2 separate regions of the Mus musculus genome follow, and region 1 is linked to region 2. Evidence: chromatin contacts called from public HiChIP or PLAC-seq data. All regions are on one chromosome and are shown on one strand. The core of a region is the stretch at or near the end of the contact, and the rest is flanking DNA. Distances in the headings are between cores, read along the strand shown. Region 1 holds the start of Sdf2l1 (stromal cell-derived factor 2-like 1). Region 2 holds the start of Ccdc74a (coiled-coil domain containing 74A).

The links. HiChIP or PLAC-seq counts read pairs in DNA pulled down with a chosen protein or histone mark.
Region 1: a contact with region 2 is called in an H3K4me3 HiChIP or PLAC-seq map of bone marrow-derived macrophages, with 2.6 times the contacts expected there. The contact joins the promoter of Sdf2l1 here to the promoter of Ccdc74a in region 2. A contact is called at or near these places in 5 of 39 promoter capture datasets (the HPC-7 cell line, liver, neural stem cells and 1 more), 1 of 115 datasets of contacts at active chromatin or transcription factors (bone marrow-derived macrophages) and 1 of 9 other capture datasets (embryonic stem cells).

The regions. Positions count from the first base shown.
Region 1 is chr16:17,130,930-17,133,688 of GRCm38.p6, reverse strand. Sdf2l1 (stromal cell-derived factor 2-like 1) reads left to right here and starts at 1,306. Exons shown (of 3, transcript NM_022324.3): 1 at 1,306-1,565; 2 at 1,896-2,092. The coding sequence starts at 1,379.
Region 2 is chr16:17,644,904-17,648,004 of GRCm38.p6, reverse strand. It overlaps Ccdc74a (coiled-coil domain containing 74A), which reads right to left and starts at 1,535. Exons shown (of 8, transcript NM_001166164.1): 1 at 1,222-1,535; 2 at 353-397. The coding sequence starts at 1,480.

The DNA.
Region 1 (2,759 bases), core at 57-2,556, 510 kb after region 2:
CTGAAGACAGCTACAACTCATATACATAAAAAAAAAAAAACTGTTTTAAAAAGTTTCTGTGAGAGAGAGAGAGAGAGAGAGAGAGAGAGACGGAAACAAATATAAAATGTCATGAGGTGAGGCCCCATAAAAGTTAAAAGAATTTTTGGTTCCCCCATTTTGGCTCTGGAGTGTAAGCAGAGATATTTTGTGTGAGGCTGTGGTCCTTTGTGAAAGGCAGTTCTGGCTGAGCCTTTTGTAAATTATTCTTGTTAGACATTCATGCACGAGATCCCCTCCTTCTCAGCCTCATATTCATGTGTGTGTTAGGGTTAAAGGCCTGACAAATGACTCTATTTTGATTCTAACTATTCTGACACAGCTTACTTAGAAACATGTTGTCTGCCTGTCATCCTCTCTAGGCGGATGACCTCAGACTTATTCTTGAACTTCCTGCCTCCACTACTTGAGGGTTGATTTGCTAAGGATCAAATCCAGGGTTTTGCGCTTGCTGGACTCACTCAACTGAGCTACATCTGCAGACGGAAACATAAACTTTAATGCAAACATAAACTTTACTGCGTATCTAGCTAGTGCCCTAAGTACATGCTTCATCAGCTTCTTAGTAATGTAGCCTGGAGGGGCAGTTCCTTTGTGAATACTCAACAGATGGATGGATGGATAGAGTGAATGTGTGTACGTGAGCGCGCGCGCCAGCACTGTGTGAGTGTGTGTGTGTGTGTGTGTGTGAGAGAGAGAGAGAGAGAGGGCTCACAGCTTTGTCATCCAGCAACCTTAGGATTCTGCCACCAAATGACTCAAGTAGCTGCATGACTAAGAGAATTAAAAAACCATGGGGTCCAGAAACTGATGTGATTCAGTTTGATTAACTCCTGGGGCCAGGAGATTTCAATAACTTTGTTATCTGCCCACTTTGAGACCACAAAATCTCGTAATTAACATAAGAACCTGTAGCTTTATCCCGGGGTCTGAGTGGAGGGACACGAGACTAAAGTTTAGGGGGTCCAGGGTCAAAGGGGTTCCTATACCTACTACACCCGAGGATCTCTAACCGGGAGCCAAGTGACTAGAAGCAACCAACCCGGGTGTGCGGCTTTCCGTGGCCTCTCCGGGGACGCTCGCCGCAGCCACTGCTTTATTGGCGGGTCCTCGGAAGCGTGGACCAGTTAAAATCCTCCTGGTGTCTCCAACCCCTTTCCAGCTACCTCCTTGGAAGCTGGGGGTGGGGCCGCTGCACACGGTCCAATAGCAGTGCAGGAGGAACGCGCGCGCGCAGACGATTGGCTGCCGTGGGAGGGCGCTGTCAGAGCTGGATTGGCCGCTGTTGAGGACGGAAGCGCAGAGGTCTAGAGCAGCTGGAACCTGGCCGGCTGGCGGGATGTGGGGCGCGAGCCGGGGCAGGGTAGCGGGGCCAACGCTGCTGGGGCTGCTGCTGGCGCTCTCAGTGCGGAGTGGGGGCGCGTCCAAGGCCAGCGCCGGGCTAGTGACCTGCGGGTCAGTGCTGAAGCTGCTCAACACCCACCACAAAGTGCGGCTGCACTCACACGACATCAAATACGGATCTGGTGCGCAGGGGTGGTGACTGGGACCGCCAGGGGGCGGAGGGCTTAGAGACTAGGTGGTCCTAGCGGGGTCTGTGGGTTGTCAGGGAGCTGGGTGGTTGCGAGTCTAGACTCGCTTGTGGGTCGTGACTGACAAGCCTGAGGGATCGAGGATGCGCGGGAAGGGGGAGGGCGATGTCCACCGGTACTTAGGGTCTGGCCTGGGCTGGGGTGAGCTCTTTGGATCCTAGAGTGGTAGGGGCTGTGAGGGAAACTTTTTAGTGTTCAAGACGAGGGTCCGGAGGTCTGTGATTAACAAGAATCCACGGGGTGGGGTGGGCTGTTACTCTTCAGGCAGCGGCCAACAGTCGGTAACCGGCGTGGAGGAGTCCGACGATGCCAATAGTTACTGGCGGATTCGCGGCGGCTCCGAGGGTGGGTGCCCGCGCGGACTCCCAGTGCGCTGTGGGCAAGCAGTGCGGCTCACGCACGTGCTCACCGGCAAGAACCTGCACACGCACCACTTCCCGTCGCCGCTATCCAACAACCAGGCAAGCCCCGTTCCGAAACCCACAGAGGCTGCGTGGGGCAGGGACCCAAAGACAGAGGGAGGGATGTAGGGGAGGGGCCCAAGAGGGGACTCAGTGTCAGCTACTGTGAATTGGGAGTTTCTATTCAGAAGTTTATGGAGCTCCTGCTCTGGGTCCTGTCCCCAGTAACTTTCTCCACCGAGTTAGAAGTGAGAGATTAGTTCGTATTTGGACACAGAGGTGGACCCACAGCGCAGATAATAGGAAACTGCAGGAAGGAGAAACTCAGGGCTGGGTCTTAAAGAGAAGTGGGAGCTTCTTCCTACTCCTTCCCCTCTGCGAAAGAGTTCCTACTAAAGTACAGTGTTCATTGCAGCTGGTCTGGGAGGGACGCAGGGAGAATCTGACAGTGCTTTGGAGAGTTTCAGGGGGAAAATGTTGGAGGGGAATTTGGGGGTAAGGCCAGTTGGCACTACACAGTCTGATACAAGAGGCTCTATGCACCTGAAGAATGGGGTGAGAGTCTATTTTGAGACCAGATTTCTCTATGTAGCCCTGGCTGTCCTAGAACACACTATGTAGACCAGGCTGGCCTTAAACCCCCCAGAGATCTGCCTGCCTATACCTTCTGAGTGCTACGCTTAAAGGCGTGTGCCGCTGAGCCTAGCTAGGGCAGGACTCTTGGCTT
Region 2 (3,101 bases), core at 286-2,785:
TTCGAGCAGGGCTGTTTTCCATACAGGGAGTGTGGTAAGAAACCCCTCACTCAAGTGTAAGGAACCAGCGGTACAGGGCTGGGGAACCAGAGGCAGGCACCACAGCAACCATCAACCTACCAGGGGATGGGGCTGCCCAGGAGCTGTGCTCAGCAGAGGGAGGGAGGGTATGCAGCCACCTCATTGTCCCTACTGCACACACGTCATGCCTTTGGTGTTGAGAGCAAACAAGCAAGCTGTGGCTGGGGAAAGGGCCACCTGTCCAAGTGCCCAGAACTGGTCTCCTCTGGGTTAGCATGCAGGGCTCCCTGCTGCCAGATAGGCTTGAGTGATAACTCCCTGCAAGTCCTACCTTTTTTCTGAGGCTTCTCATTCATGATTAGCTTGTAGTGGAGATCTGAAAGCAAACAAATACTCCTTATCACACTTAAAATCTACAGCCACTGGGAGCACAAATGTGGCCTGCTCTTTGGGTCCCACCAGCTTTTTCCACCAACCCTTTACCTCAGGCATCTCAGACCAGAAATGCCTCTAGCTGATCCCTGTCATCCCCAACACCTGCAAGGTGCCCATCCACTAGGCCAGGCAGGGGCAGGGCTGCAGGGCTGCTGAAGTGAGACAGGATGGCTGGCTAGCCTTCCAGGAGCCCCTGGCAATGGTAAGGTAAGTGGGGTGTGGCATGGGGCTGGTCAGTCAGACATGGGGTGAGTCTCAAGCAGAGCCCTAATGTAATAAGATGCCCAGGTAAAGACAACACCAGAAAGAGGGAGAAACCCGAGGCACAGGGCATGGAGTGGGGGGAAGCAGAGGAACCCTAGCTGAGCTGTAGACAGTGAAAAGCAGTTATGTCACAGGGTGGCCTGAAGTTCTGAGTAGGCCAAGCCTTGGGGGTGGGGGTCGGGGGTGGGGTGGAGCAGCATCCTGGCAATCCCTGCCCAAAATCTGGATGTGCTTAGTTGGTGACCCATTTACTGGAATTTGCTGTGTGCTGTTTAACTTCGGCAACAGTTTTAAATAATGAGCCGGACTACACCCTGCCCTGCACAGAGTGCACAGGAGGGTCAGCGTTCATTTGGGCTGGTGGGCACAGGAGGACTGAGCCTATCGGCAGGCCCTACCGAAGAGAAGCCTCCCGCATCCTTCCCCGCACCCGGAGACTGTTAAGAGTTGATGGCCGTGACCTTCAGGTTGTAAATGCTGGGCCAGCACCCAGAGGCTCACCCTTATTCTCCCGCTTCAGGTGCTCGATCTCCTCGTGGAGTTTGACTAGCGTCTCCGAGTGCTGCTGCTGTAGGAACTGCAGGCTCTTTTCCAGGTCCAGGATCCGCTTCTGTGCTTCGCTGAACCCGAGCGGAGGCGGCTGCGTCCCCGCGTGCTGCAGGCCGGCGGGAGGGCGCGGGCGTAGGCGGGCCGCGCCCCGGGAGCCTGGGGCCGCGGAGCTGAGGGGCCGAGCCCCGGCCGCCAGCCCGGCCCCGCTCATGAAGGCGTCGCCGCCGCTCAGTACTGGCTGCTGGAGCCTGGCACTCGGTCGCCTTGGGAACCGGCGCGCCGGAGAGGGCGGGGCGCGCCGCGGGGCGGGGCCTGCGGCCGCGTTCCGCAAAAACCAAGGCGCCAGACTCTTGAACTGGTCCGGAACAGTAGTTCTTATGAGTGCTGTGTGCGGTGCGTGTGCCTGTGGAGACCAGCACTCGACGTCCGGTCTCATTCCCCACCTCATAGATTTTGAGAAGAGGTCTGTCTCGTCTTGTGACTAGCTGGGCTGGCCCGTGAACCCCAGGATCTTCCCATTTCCCCGGCTTCCAGCGCTTAAGATCCCGGGTGTGCGCCTTCCCTCCCCACTTCTCATGTGGGTGCTAGGGACCCGAATTTAGACCCGAATTTCTCCTGCTTGGGCAGAAACCACTATACCTTCTGAGCCATCACCCTAGCCCCGCTTGTACTTTTGAACCAGGGTCTCACTCTGTAGTGCAAACTAGCTTGGAATTCATTGTGTAAAACCGGGATTATAGATGTATGCCAAAGCACTGGCTTTTTTGTTTTTGTTTTTCGAGACAGGGTTTCTCTGTATAGCCCTGGCTGTCCTGGAACTCACTTTGTAGACCAGGTTGGCCTCGAACTCAGAAATCCGCCTGCCTCTGCCTCCCCAGTGCTGGGATTAAAGGCGTGCGCCACCACCGCCCGTCGCACTGGCTTTTAAAGTGGGTCTTAGTCTTTCATTTTAATAGCTCACATTTTTGGATACATAGTAATAGTTTCACAAATCTTCCAACACTCACTGAATCTTTGTGTATAAATAGAGCTGTCTGAACCAACACAAGAGAACCGGCCAGCCCACTTCTTTAATTCCAGCAAATGGGAGACAGAGGCAGGTGGATCTTCCAGAGTTCCGAAGTCTGCCATAGTGAGTTCCCGGAACAGTCAGAGCTACACAGTGAGAACCTGTCTTCAAGAAAACAAAAGTCCAGTGCTTGCCTTTACCTAGAGAACCCAGCCAGCAGGATCAAAAACAAGAAAGTCCTGGCTTTCTAGACTTTAGTTTTTTTTTTTTTTTCATTTATGCGTACCCGTATGAGTATATTCTGTGGGTGTGCATGTGTGAGCATTGAGCCCCGGAGCTGGAATTACAGGCAGCCTTGGGTGTCTGCTGGAAACCAAACTCAGGTTTTCTGGAAGAGCAGGAAGCTCTCTTTCTTAACTGCTGGCTCATCTCTTATCCACGTGAAAACTAGGCCACTTACTTTTTATGACATGGTAGATTTGTTTGTTTGAGACATAGTTTAGCTACATAGGCCAGGCTGACTTCAAACTCAGAGATCTGCCTCTGCCTCCTTTCTGAATCCTAAGATTAATGCCTGGTTTGGAAACTTAATTTCTAAGAGAAGGCTATGCAAAAGTCACCTCCCAATGGGTCAGTGTTTGACACTTGTCTACCATGTCCATGTCCCAGAGGTCCATCCTTTGCACAGCAAAAAGCCCGATCTACATAGAGTTCCAGGTCAGCAGAGCTACATAGTGAAATCCTGTCTTCAAAACAAACACACACAAATAATAAAAAGATCATTTCAAACTGATCCTTGAAGCTCATACCTATAATCCTAGCC